Regions from separate parts of the Sus scrofa genome. Here region 1 is linked to region 2. The links are chromatin contacts, called in public HiChIP or PLAC-seq maps. All regions are on one chromosome and are shown on one strand. The core of a region is the stretch at or near the end of the contact, and the rest is flanking DNA. Distances in the headings are between cores, read along the strand shown.

What was found. HiChIP or PLAC-seq counts read pairs in DNA pulled down with a chosen protein or histone mark.
Region 1: a contact with region 2 is called in an H3K27ac HiChIP or PLAC-seq map of alveolar macrophages. The contact joins two enhancer-like sites. A contact is called at or near these places in 1 of 47 Hi-C or Micro-C datasets (embryonic fibroblasts) and 1 of 2 datasets of contacts at active chromatin or transcription factors (alveolar macrophages).

What each region holds. Positions count from the first base shown.
Region 1 is chr15:128,968,618-128,976,097 of Sscrofa11.1, forward strand. AGFG1 (arf-GAP domain and FG repeat-containing protein 1) reads left to right here. Exons shown (of 15, transcript XM_021075860.1): 12 at 642-689; 13 at 2,537-2,695; 14 at 3,946-4,037; 15 at 4,645-7,480. The coding sequence ends at 4,704. Among named protein-coding and RNA genes, the nearest start is that of AGFG1, 74 kb to the left of the region's middle. Within about 2 kb of position 1,689, at least 1 of the 83 cell types and tissues checked has an H3K27ac peak or open chromatin away from gene starts, as enhancers often do. A contact at or near this core is called in alveolar macrophages, where this site is marked.
Region 2 is chr15:128,831,996-128,838,443 of Sscrofa11.1, forward strand. No RefSeq gene overlaps it. Among named protein-coding and RNA genes, the nearest start is that of TM4SF20, 21 kb to the left of the region's middle. Within about 2 kb of position 3,331, at least 14 of the 83 cell types and tissues checked have an H3K27ac peak or open chromatin away from gene starts, as enhancers often do. A contact at or near this core is called in alveolar macrophages, where this site is marked.

The DNA of each region.
Region 1 (7,480 bases), core at 439-2,938, 130 kb after region 2:
TCTGACCTCAGTAATGCCAGGTAAGATCTGCACGAGATGTATTTTTCCTTTTCTTTCTCTTTTTTAGCCATCGTATTTTAACTGAATGTGCTGCTCACCTTTCTAATGAACTGCCTTGAGTAATTGTCCCCTTGTAATATTCTTTAGTTCACTTGAGTTATCCTTACGTATTTCTAGTTAAAGTATGGAATTGTAATAAAACAGTTGAACATTATTCAGATGTTTTCCCTGAGATTTGACTTTTTAGATGCTAGCTCATTATAGATGATCCTATGAATGGCATTTTGGGGTATAACTGATGAGGCCTAGAATGTCTTTTTATGGATATAGCTGTATCTTCACATAAAAAAGTTAGCAATTTATTTAAAAGATGGATTTCATAAATGTTTCTTCATATGATATTTGTTTATCTGGTATTACTCTAACCTTCCCTTTATTTCAAACAATGTAAAGATTAGTATCATAAATGTAGTTGAAATAAAGAGTCTTTGTGGATGTGTTTTTATTATGTACTCTTATGCTACTTACTTTGTAACAGTTTTTCTAATTTCAGAACTTTTTAATGAAACAAATTAACTTTGATTTTGACAGTAGTTACTCATAAGTTAATTGACATTGGTCTCTTTATGGCTTTCCATAAGGCCTTTCTGGAGCAATGCATTCTCAAGTGTTTCCTCACGCTCATTTTGGTAGGTGGCCACAACTAATACCTAGATTTGTGTGGCAATTTGTCTACCTGCTTGTGGAAGCTTCTGCTAGTGTTCTGGATCCCTGCATGTGGAATTAGTTTTTTTTCCATGTTTTTAAAATGGAGTGGGCATGGATGTGTGGCATTGAGAATACATTACATTTAAAGTTCCATGAAAATCCTTTGTAGTGATCTGTGTTTTAATATTGAAAAGCATATTGCTTACCTCCATGGTCACAGTAGATGTTAACAGCTTTTTCAATTATTTTTCTTAAGTTTGAATTCATAATACTTTGAATGATATACCTTTTCGATGTACCAAACCATTTTACCACATTCTTCCATGGAGTTTGGTTTTGCTTAACTTTTGCTTTTTAGTGCTTTCTTAAAAAGTGATTTGTCAAAGTTATGTCAGTGCATTGATGTCTGTTCTGAAGCCCTCCTGTTTCCCTTGCAGTGTGCTTATTCTTCTTTAATTCTCTTGCTTTCCAGTGGCTTATTTCCCCTTTTTTCTTATCAGTAATAAAATATAATATTTAAAATTTGATAGTCTAATTAGGTTCATTGAGGAAAATTACAGTTATTAAATTTAGCATTATGAGAATTAACTTTGGGCAACATCTATGACATGATTTTTAGGTTTTTTAATTGAAAGATAATTCTGTGTAGCAATTTTAGTGTTAATTTCTGTGACTTTAATCAGCAATCAAGTTGGTATTTTTTTTAAATCAGGGAATTATGGTTTTTTATAGCATCATACTGAAAATATTTCAACATGTAATTACTGGTATTCTGTATTAAAAGCAACATTATTGGCTCTTAGTTCACTGAGAACTTTCCTACACCATATAGTTGAAGGTTCTGTTTTGAAACTTCACTAGCAATAAGCAATATATTCTTCTCCTGTATGTATTTAATGTGAATGTGTAATTCATAAATGAGGAAGTGATGGCAGTAAACCACATATGTAGCTGTGGTTCACACAAGAATTTCCGCAGCCTGTGAATGAATGCCTTTATTCTGTGTTCAAGTAATAGTGGCTAGATGTGGCAGTGGAGCAGTACCACCTTGGACAGTGTCATTCCCCTGCATTGTCTCTTTTAAGAATGCTTATTTCACTTTCTTTTTAATTTTTATGTGCTTTGCCTTGATTTCTGTTACTCATCAATCCTAACTTTCCTTACACTCCTTATCCAAAGCACTCTTCATTTACTTTCCAGAAAAGGAATGGGAGTCCATATATTTTCATTTTAGTTGTGTTAGTGTTTTTATTAGGACCACTTCCCAATCCCTTTTCTTGACTTTGGTTACAAAGCTGCATAGGGCCTCCCTCCAACCCTATTTCTCCTATTAATTTTCGTGAGCTATTTTGCAGAGATTTTAAATATTTCTTCTAGGAATACATATATTAAATTACATTATAGCAGACAATTCACTAGATACAATTAAATATTTGACTGTTATTGTGTATAGCAAAACGAAACTTAAAACAAAAATGTATGCACTAGTATACATATGAATTGCATGGTGGTTGGCTTTAAAAGTAGACTACTGTTTAGAGTCAAACTTTATGTAATTTGAGAAACTTTCTTATGATTTCAAACGGTATCTTTATTAGTTTCATTCTGGTTATTGATTTCAGGAGAACAGAATTTTATAGCTTATTATGTTAAACTCTGTGGCACTAAAACTTAGTACTAAGTTTGTTAGTTTTGGAATTTAAAATATATCTTATTATTTTTAGGGTAAATATCTATTCCTCTAAGTATCCATTCCTATAATGTTGAGTGTGAGCACCAAAACCTACTCTTTCGTGTGTAAGTGATAAGCTGTCCTTCCTCCTCTCAGCAGCGACCTTTGGCACTGCATCAATGAGCATGCCTGCAGGGTTTGGGACTCCTGCTCCCTACAGTCTTCCCACCAGCTTTAGCGGCAGCTTCCAGCAGCCTGCCTTCCCAGCCCAAGCAGCTTTCCCTCAGCAGACGGCTTTTTCTCAACAGCCCAATGGTAAGATCCAACCTTTGGCTAGCCGAAAGCCCGCTTTTGGTATCCTTATATATCGTAATGTTACGTGTTTGGACCAAAAGACTTACCGAAAGAATGCGATAGCATTATCTACTGAATGTTGACTGCTGAAATATAAAAGCCATTGGTAATTTGGGCCTCAGAAAATTAAGTGATTTTGTAAGTTTTTGTAACCAGATTACAGATTTAGGAGAAACCAGAGACTAAAGAGTACTTCTTCTTTCTCAGAATCTCCAGGGTCTTTCTTATTAATTTGACTTCTGAATTGTAGCATGCCTCTTGATTTTAGAAGGATGCTTTATAGACCTAGAATGTTTTTGCTTGTTTTGCATTGGAGAACTGTTATTTCCGCTCCATCTTGTATACATTTTTGTTTTTGTTTTTTTGCGAGTGAAATAGATTAATTTTCCAAATAGGTAACTGTATTGTGTTTAGAGTTTGTTACATGTTTTCAGAAAGATTCACTTGAGACCAGTTTTTGTTGTTGTTTTTGCTCATTTCGCTGATTTGCCGAAGTCTAAAGTCCCTAGTTTTGAAGATTATTCTTGAGTTACAATTACATATTTTCTTTTTTAAAGAGTGGTTAGATAAAAATTTGGAGATATGATCCATGGCAGAGCCATACAGGTGAAATATTTCCTAAGGAATACTGTGATAGTCACATGGAAAACACTGTATTGTCTTCACAGTTCCTCTCAAGTCACAGGCTCATCCATCTCTCAGATCTTTTGTCAGCAATTTACATAGTTGAGGCAAATTAGAGTTTGTCATTGACTCTGGAGAGTCAGTGTAAGCTCTTTAAGACATATCATTGGAAATTTGACTGGTAGTTGAAAGAACGTGAGACTCAACAAGGTGATAGTAACATTGATTGATTATTTATTTATTTATGGCCACACCCAAGGCATAGGGAAGTTCCCAGCCAGGGAATGAATCTGAGACTCAGCTGCAACCTTCACTGCAGCTGCAGCAACACCAGATCCTTTAACTCTCTACACAGGGCCGGGGATTGAACCCGCTTCTCTGCAGCGACCCAGGCTGCTACAGTTGGATTCTTAACACACTGTGCCACAGTGGGGACTCCTAACATTGGTTTTGTTTTTTTTTTTAATTTTTAATTAATTTATGTTTTTATTGTTGCTCTGGTAGGTATTTTTCTCTTTATGAAGCTTTATGAGCACCAGATTGTCTCTCAAAGGTATGTTTATAATTGGAGATTCTGTTTTAATAAGGTGCAGGTTTTGCAGCATTTGGACAAACAAAGCCAGTGGTAACTCCTTTTGGTCAAGTTGCAGCTGCTGGAGTATCTAGTAATCCTTTTATGGTAAGTGAGGTGCAATTTTAAGCACTTTAAAAGTTGTTGCATTGTTTTCACTTTGGGAAAATCAGGATGTGATTCCTCCTAGATGCTCTTTGGTCTTATAGCGATGTGATGTCACAACTTTGTACAAATTGAGGCAGCCATTGTGCACAAACCCTTTTTTGACTTAAGAAAGCACTCATTTGATTGCAAAGCATTGACAGTAAGGTATTTTATTTGTGAAACTCACCTGCTTTCTTGTCCAAATAGTATTTTCTGCAAGGCTGTAGATTTAGTAAACAATGTGATCAGTGGGTCTTGGAGTCAGAAATTTGGTTTGAATCATAAATGTAATTTCTTTTTAGGGCAAGTCCCTTCTTAGAATCGGTTATGAGACTTATATGAAATCATGGATATAAAAGGCACAGCACAGTGCGTGATACCTGTAATTTTATTACAGTATGCTGCTAATAACAATAATGAATAAACATGACTGCCAATAATTATAAAATAATTCCTAATCTAAGTAACATGTGATTAAATATGATTTAATTAAATAACGTAATATTTTTGTATTTTGCCGACACACCACTCTTATTTGTCTGCTTATTTGTCTTATGTTTTCCTTTAGACTGGTGCACCGACAGGACAATTTCCAACAGGAAGCTCATCAACCAATCCTTTCTTATAGCCTTATATAGACACTTTACTGGAACGAACTTTTACGTGGTCACAGTACATCTCTCCGCCTCTTGCACTGTTGTCTTGTTTCACTGATCTTAGCTTTAAACACAAGAGAAGTCTTTAAAAAGCCTGCATTGTGTATTAAATACCAGGTAATATGTGCAAAACAGAGGGCTCCAGTAACAACTTTTAACCTGTGAATTGGCAAAAAAAAGTAGCCGTATCATGTATATTAAAAATTGGCTAATATTAAGTTATTGCAGATACCACATTCATTATGCTGCAGTACTGTACATATTTTTCTTAGAAATTAGCTATTTGTGCATATCAGTATTTGTAACTTTAACACATTGTTATGTGAGAAATGTTACTGGGGAAATAGATCAGCCACTTTTGAGGTGCTGTCATATATCTTGGAATGAATGACCTAAAATCACTTTAACCATTGCTACTGGAAAGTTACAAAGTCAAAATTGGAAGGTTTTATTCATTCTTGAATTTTTCCTTTCTAAAGAGCTCTTCTATTTATACATGCCTAAATCTTTAAAAATGTAGAGGGATACCTGTCTGCATAATAAAGCTGATCATGTTTTGCTACAGTTTGCAGGTGAAAAAAAATAAATATTAGAAAATATGCTATTGTTTTTGTGTTCTTGCTGCAATGCCTTTACCAAAGTGGCCTTAAATATGAGTAGTGAATTGAGAACATCTTGAATTCTTAAATTAAAATTTCAGAAGACTTCTAGTGACTAACTTTTATGTCTAAAGAGAAAATTTTATAAAAAGGCCATGTAGAAAATTTTATTTAAAACTATGACTGCTATATTCAGGAGTATGTCAGTGGTAAAGCATTTAAATGTAGCTTGTTAGATTCACCATAATTCTTCTAATTTCTTTGCAACTCCTTAATTTTGTGAAAATTTGTATATATAAAGAATTTGCATGTATGTGTATTTACAAATTTTTTTAAGTATCTTGAATTCTCAGACTGCAAAAGGCTTATTTTAACTATTGATTTTTTTAAAAAAAATTGTCTTTGAATGTATTGGAAGCAGACATGCATTAACTGTGACATGATTGCACCTCATTTTTTTTTTTTTCCTTTGTTTGGACAGAATGATATTAATAGGACATTTGTTTATGTTCATTTCTAGTGGGAAAGAAACTGGAACCCAGTGTTACCTTGAAGTTATAGAAAACTTTGTTTAAAAAGGCAAGGATACTAATGTTTAGTTATATCTTTATGTTAATATTCAAATGAATTTGTTTAAATATTTATATAATGCCTCATTCATCCAGTGATAATATAGCAATCTCAATCAAAACAGAACACAACTGAGAAACCTGTAATAGTTTTTTAAAAAATGCCTTTGAGTAGCCCACATAAGTCACAAAATCTATATGTTAGAGCTCATGTGTTTGTTCTTATGTGAGATTTTGATTAATATATTTCCCAGCCCATAGCATACTAGCAGTTCAGGAGTGATGGCTTGAAAGGAAGGAGACAGGAAAAACCATTAAGAGCAAACACTGTTGAAGACCTGTTAGTGTAGCGACAGCCAGCCCCACTTAGAGGACATTACTACATTGCATCATCTTTTGTTAATTGTCTGTTACTGTGACTCTGTGTCACAAGAAAAGGTGAACTTACATATATAAATATGTGATACATGTTTGAAAAGCTTTCTTATACTGATTAAGATTGTTTTTAAGTTTTGGTATTAAAAGAGGTGAACATCAGCTTCCTCAAATATTATTTATTCATGTTGAATACCTTTTCCAATGGTGACTACAGGAGTTGTTTTCATACTATATTAAAATCCGTGTAGATTTTTAGACTTGTTGAAACATTGCTGTCCATTGTGTATCTAGCTGAATGTGTGGTATCTGAACTATGATAAGCAAGGAGACTGGGAAATCTCTGCCCCTTTTCGGAGCGGAATGCCTCTTTTAGAATTAAATGAATGCTGCAAAGGTCTGGGTGTGTGTTGGTGTATACTTGAAATGTCTCTACATTTTTGGAGTCACCCTCCAGCCCCCTTCTCATGGAGGGAATACACAAAATGTCTTGGAATTCCTATCTTTAGATTGTATTGGGTCCCAATCAACTCATGTACAAAGTCGTGCTATACAATTGTAGGTCGTTACTCAGTTAATCCACCAGGCTTTCCATCTAAGAAATAAGTACATTAAACACTTATTAAAATAATTTCAAAGACTATTTTTTCTGGGTGAATATAGAGGTTCGTAATGGAGTGGGAACTCTCGTTGACTTTAAATGAGTGTTTGTAAAATGGAGGTGTCTAGTATAGGAAGTGAGCCAGCTTTCATATGAATTTATCTCTTCAGTTAGGCTTTCACATTCATAGCTGCTTCTGGTTTTATATGACCGTCAGACTCGTGTTGAGTACTGAGGAGAAAATACTCAGAGGTGGCAAGGATGAAGACACAAGCTTCCCAACTTTCTAGTTGAATCAGATCTCTCCTGCGTTTGCTCAGGAAAGAAAATGTTCTTTTCTTTTAGGGTGGCAAATTTTATTGGTAACTTTAAAGTCATATTTTTATTCTCATTTTTGTGAAAGTAGAGATTAGGTAATCATTTTCTTCCATAAAATGATTCCTTCTGTAAATTTGGAAAAGCCTATCAGTGCTTTCTTTACTCGAGAGTTGCCCCTGCTCCTAGCATACCTCATCTTTGGTGTACGGTTCTTGTAAGTTAGTAAAATGAAGAGGGTAACTAACTGGCTGCTTTCAGATGAGATCAGGCGTGTTGAGGGTGGTAT
Region 2 (6,448 bases), core at 2,081-4,580:
GGTGGACCGTTTCCCTGTAAACTCTCACAGTCAGACTCCTTCGTATGTCCAGCAACATCACGGGTTCCACCCTCCTTGGCAGGCAGGTGGGGTTACAAAGAACACAGCCACGTGTGGGTTATAGTGGCAAGGGCTGCTAGGAAGGGGAGGCTTAAAGCAGTGGGATCTCAACCAAGCTCGTGGGTCACGGAAGGTGCCCCCGGAGGAGCGAGCGGGGGGCTGAAGTCTGAAGAGGAGCTGGCACCGACACGTGGGAGTGGAAGCATTCCAGGCACAGGCGAGAACAGGGTCAGGGGCTGAGGTGGGAATGTCCTGGAGTCAGAGGTCTTGAAAGGAAGCTGGGAGGTTGTGGATTGTGGAGAAAGAAGGGGCGGTGGTAGCAAGGAGCCTGCAAGGCTTGCGGGGCCCGTCCCTGCCCAGCGTTGCGGGATGGGTGAGAATCCTGAACTTTCTCCGGGAGCAGCAGGTGCTCTTCCCGGGGCAGCGAGGGGTCCATTTGCAGCTGTGCGGAGAATGGGTTGAAAAGGGATGGAGATGGGGAGACAGTGAGGGAGCCATCGTGATGGGCAGGCAGGCAGGTGGAGTGGATGGGGTTTAGGGGCGACAGTGGCAGTGGAAAGAAGTGAATGGATTTAGCCTATGTTTAGGAGGATTCTTAAAGGAGGGTGAGGGAGGGGCATGGTCAAGGATGCTCCAGGTTCTAAGTGACCAGGTGTGGGAGGACAGTTGCATTGCTGGGGTTGCGTGGGGGGAGGGCAGGATGGTGATATTTGGGTCCGTCACGTAGAATTGGAAATACTGTGCTTCGTCTACATGGAGACGTCAGGTAGGCTGTGGGGAGGACAGACCTGGGACCAGAAAGGTACCCAGGAAGGGGAGCCCTCACAAGAGCCACAGAAGGCGCGATGGGGTGGTGGCAGGAAAACCAGGGACTTGGGCTGCAGGGGCCAAGCAAAGAGAACGTTTCAGGGGAGGGTGAGCAATGCCAGGAAGGCAAATGGCACTGGGAACACGGGGTAGGGGATGGCTGGACGTGGCACGCTGCATCGAGCATCATGGAGATGGGAAAGAGCCACTGGATGCTGTGAGGGGCTTGATGAGAGGGGACCGAAGAAAGGAGGCAAGTGCTCCACTGAGATGTCTCTTGGGTTCACTCCACCTCAGAAGAGCCCCTTCTCAGGCATCAGAAAAAGGGAACCTTCTTCGGGAATCCCTGTGAAATGCTAATCAAACTCTCCAGTTAAGCATCCTACACCTTAGGTGCTGGACTGGAGAGGACTGAGAGGTTGTTATTATTCTTATTATTTTTAATGGATGCACCCATAGCATATAAAGTTCCCAGGCTAGAGATTGCATTCAAGCAGAATCCTCTAACCCCTAGCGCTGCGCCGGGCTGGGGAATCGAACCCTCGCCTCGGCAGCAACCTGAGCCACTGTGGTTGGATTCTTAATCCACTGCACCACAGCAGGAACTCTTGGTTGTTATGTCTGTAATCTAATCTCTTGTACAGAAGGAAACTATGAACCCTAGAGCCCTGCCCTTTCCCTTTAGCCCCAATTTACTCTAAAGAGAAATCGGGAAGAAAAAAAAAAATTACCAGAACAATTTAGCTCAAAGCAAATAACACGCCTCCTATGCCAGGTACACAGGTGTGATCACTCCTGCTCATTGGAGTGTCTGGAGGCAAGGGTCAGATTTATTCCTGCAACTGAGCCAATTTTTTTTTTTTTTAAGGCTGTACCTGCAGCATATGGAAGTTTCCAGGCTAGGGGTGGAATCAGAGCTCCAGCTGCCAGCCTACACCACAGCCACAGCAATGGGGCCAGATTCAAACCGCGTCCACAACCTACACCACAGCTCATGGCAACGCTGGATAACTAACCCACTGCGCGAGGCCAGGGATCAAACCCATATCCTCATGGATCCTAGTCAGGTTCGTTACCACTGAGCCACAACAGGAACTCTGCCAGCTGTCCTTTGATCAGTGAGACTGAGCGAGGAGAATGGAGAGAGAGAGATGTCTCTTCACAGAGACGATAAAGACAGATGTAGAAAGGGCTATTGGAAATGCCATGCTGCCCCCAACACCTCCTCTTCCTGCTGGCCACTAGCATGGTCTGTAAGTGTGCCCGGGGAACTTGGCTCATCTGAGGTCAGGCACTGTGCCTGTAAAAGCAGGGTGTACCTTGAAAGACAAGGATGGAGAAGGCATGATGGTGGGTGGAGAAGGCAAGTACGGTGGGACAAGAATCTGAAAGGAGAGATAGGAAAGCACAAGCCTGACTGATTTCTCAAATGTGCTGAAGAGTGAGCAAAACCTGGTTTTAAAGCAGAGCCTCAGAGTTCCCTGGTGGCTCAGTAGGTTAAGGACCTGACCTTGTCCACTGAGGTAGTGTGGGTTTGGCCCCTGGCCCAGAAATTTCCGCATGCCATGGGCATGACCAAAAAGAAAAAAAATAATAATCATAAAGACAGAGGCTGAACCTTCATGCTCTTTTGTGAAGAAGGTATTTCATCAAGGCTGCTTCCTAAGGATGTTCAGGTTGTGCACTGCACACCTTCAGGGGCACTGTTTAGTTCACAGCCAGGCCCATCTGCAATTTTCTGAAGGTGAGATGCACCTGTATAGGGGGGTGGAGTGATAGAATGTGTGTTCCGAGGCAAATGGAAGTTCCCAGGCTAGGGGTTGAATCGGCACCACAGCTGCTGGCCTACACCACAGCCACAGTAACACAGGGTCCAAGCCGCGTGTGTGAACCACACCAAAGCTCACAGCAGTGCCGGCTCCTTAACCCACTGAGTGAGGCCAGGGATTGAACCCTTGTCCTCATGGGTGCTAGTTGGGTTCATTACCACTGAGCCACAAGGAGAACTCCAGGAAGATATCTTCATGCTTCTGCTTCATAGACTAGTTCAGCTTATGGCTATGCCCAGCTCTGTTAGAAGGTAAGATTTTCTGTCTGTGAGCTCTTGAATTTGGATTTTTATTGTGGCTGATTTTTGTTTTAATTTTCAAAGCTCTGAGTTGAGTGGTTAGTACCATATTCAGGATATTTTGGACTTTTCTGGACATTGGGGCCACGGGGCATGTTTGTTCTCCCTCGGCCTTAACAGCAAGGCCTTCTGCGTCAGAGCCTTCAAAAGGCTTCCCTGGGCTGCGCCTTAGCGGCTGTTGGAAACTATGTCATTAGACACAAGAGGGCGCTGTGTGCTCAGAAGTCACCCTCTGCGGGACTGCTGACTAACTCCAGGACCTTAAAGGGATGATAAAATGGGCTTGGGAGGGGCAAGATTGGCCCCAAAGGTAATCAAAGGGGCTCAGACATAAAGTCAGCTGTGAGGAGCTGGGAAGAATTTTCATCCTAGTGTTTGAAACCCCAGTGCCGTCTGTGCAGCCATCTAGGCTAGATGATGGTGTCATCAAGACGTGACCTCTGCGGGATCAGAAAAAAGATTTCACCATGGCAGGGAATCTGCCGTGGTCTTTATGTATTTCTTTATTTTCTTAATGGTGTTCCCAGGCTAGGGATCCAATACGAGCTGCAGTTTTGACTATGCTGCAGCTGTGGCGACGCTGGACCTTAACCCACTGCAGCTGGTCTGGGGAACCAGAGCTCCAGAGACACCGCTGATCACATTATGCCACAGCGGGAACTCCTCTGCTGCAGAAGGTTCTGATCACAGAAACCTTATTCTGAGAAAGCCTCTCATGCATTTGAGGAAAACACCATGAACTTGCCATGTGCCAGGCACAATTTGAGGGTTCAAATGCAGCCCTGCCTCAGACAGCTGGCTCTGCCCTTCTTCAGCTGATTTTCTGATAGGACCCCAATCAGTAACCTCAGGCACATTCAGGGTTTCCATCTTCTGGTTTCTTTTTTCTCTGGGTCAGTCCCAACCAGCACTATTTACTTTTTTTGGGGGGGGGGTATAGTTGCCTTGCAATATTATGTAAGTTTAAGGTAAGCAACAGAATGATTCGATATTTTTATAGATTCTACTCCATTTATCAAATAATGGCTCTATCCCCTGTGCTGTACAATATATCCCTGTAGCTTCTTTATTTTATAGGATGGAGTTTGGACCTCTTAATTCCCATCCCTATCTTACTCCGCCCTCTTCCCCCCTGCCCACTGGTAACCACTACTTTGTTCTCAATATGTGGGAGTCTGTTTCTTAGCTGTTATATTTGCCAGTTTGTTGTATAGTTTAGATTCCACATATAGGGGATAACATACAATACTTATCTTCTTCTGACTGATTTCCCTGAACATAATACCCTCTAAGTCCATTCATGTTGTTGCAAATGGCAAAATTTCATCCTTTTCTGGCTGAGTGGTATTCCATTGTGTGTGTGTATGTGTGTGTGTGACATCATCCTTATGCATTTGTCTGTTGATAGACACTTAGATTGCTTCTGTATCTTGGCAATTATAAATAATGCTTTCTGTGAACATTGGAGTGCATGTATCTTTTGGAATCTGTGTTTCCTTTTCTTTGGATATATAGCCAGGAGTGGAATTGCTGGGTCATATGGTAACTCTATTTTTAGTTTTTTGAGGAATCTTCAAACTGTTTTCCATAGTGGCTGCACCAGTTTACATTCGCCCCAACAACGGACAAGGGTTCCTTTTTTCTCCACATCCTCATCAACGTGTGTTATTTGTGGTCTTTTTTGATGACGGCCATTCTGACAGGTGTGAAGTGATATCTCACTGTGGTTTTGATTTGCATTTCTCTAATAATTAGCGGTGTCAAGCATCTATTCATATGCCCATTGGCCACCTGCATGTCTTCTTGGGAAAACTGTCTCTTCCGGTCCTCTGCCCATTTTTGAATTGAGTTGTTTGTTTTGTTGACATGGAGCTGTATAAGGTACTTGTATATTTTTGATATTGACCCCTTATCGGTTGTATCATTTGCAAATATTTTCTCCCATTCAGTAGGTTGTCTTTTCACTTTGTCCATGGTTTCCTTGGCTGCACAAAAGCTTCTAATTAGGTTACATTATGTATTCTTATGCTGAGAGGGAATGCGAGTCACACATTCAACTCCCAAGCATGGCTGCAGGCCACATTTTTAGAGATGCCATCTGGCTCCAGTTGATCTGACTGCTTACTGGAGAGTGGGGACGGCAACGACCTTCCACCAACTGGAAGGGGATGATGGAAGGGTTTGGTCTTTGCCCTAGAGAAGGTCTCTGGCCTGGCCTGTTCACATTCAACTGATTTTGCAGTTTATTCCACACAGCGAACCGCACCTGCTCGGTCTTATGTGGGGCCATCCCTGATCCTATTTAACCAGAAGCAAAGCATGACTCCTCTAGATCCTGTACAGCCAGGCACTGTTGTGGGAGAATCACGGCTACTTCAGATCCCTGCCGCAACAGCCTGTTTTATCTCATGGGGCTTCTTCACGTCCTGGTCTGCTTGGCTAGGATCTCTTGAAAAAAATCAGGATCTGAGGCGATGAGAAGCAGGCGACATCTGTTTCGTAAACCAACCCGCTTCCCCTTACACGGATACCACCCTTTAGATGGTAACACCATGAACCCTCCCTGTGAAAATCCCTCTGTCCTACCATGAGCGGTGCCATCACAAAGTCCCCATGAGGCCCCGCCCCTGGCTGCCCCTTCTGAGTCAGGGCTGCATGTTCAAGTTTAGGGTGTGTCATTGGCAGCCTGGGGCTCGCCTTCCAGAAAGGATCAAAGGGCGCAGCAAAAACAGCGTGTTGGCCGTGACCTCGTACCTAAACCCTGCCCACTTCCAACAAACCATCCGATGAAAGCGCGCCTCTCTCTCCTCCGTCCACCTGTTACCACGGCTGTTCTGCTGCAGCTCCTTCCCCCCACGTCCTGTCGCATCACTCCAGCTTACAATTTTCTGGGACTGCGGGATTCACAGGTCACCCCGGGGGTACCGGGAACAGAGCAGTGAAAAACGCAGCCTGACAGCACTGGGTTTCCAACCCAAAGTGCACCTCGATGTTTTCGTCCATCAGTTGGAAGAAATGAAAAAAAAAAAAGATTCCACACTCGGATGAGGCTGGAGACTGGAGGGGCCACGACTCAAAGGCACATGGATGAGTTGAGTAAATGGCCACTAAGAAGGAAGGGCTCATTCTAAACACGTTTCGCTTTCTCTTCTAGCCCCGCCGTGGTGACTCGTCCAAATCCCGTCAGACGTGCTTTTCTTTGTCTGTCAGCACCACGTCTGTTGCCAGGATTCCTCCTTCTCTCCATCAGGCATAATTTTCAGACTCTGCCTTTCCTGTCAGGAAAAGTTGAATTCATCACCTCAGGCCTTGGGAGGATATCTTTGGAGGAAAAGCGGTGGGGGAGTGACTTCATGACAAAATAAATATGACAGCTCTTTCTTCATGTGCAGTAAAAAAACAAAAACAAACAAACAAAAAACCACTTATTTTTAAGTAGGTAAGGTATAGACA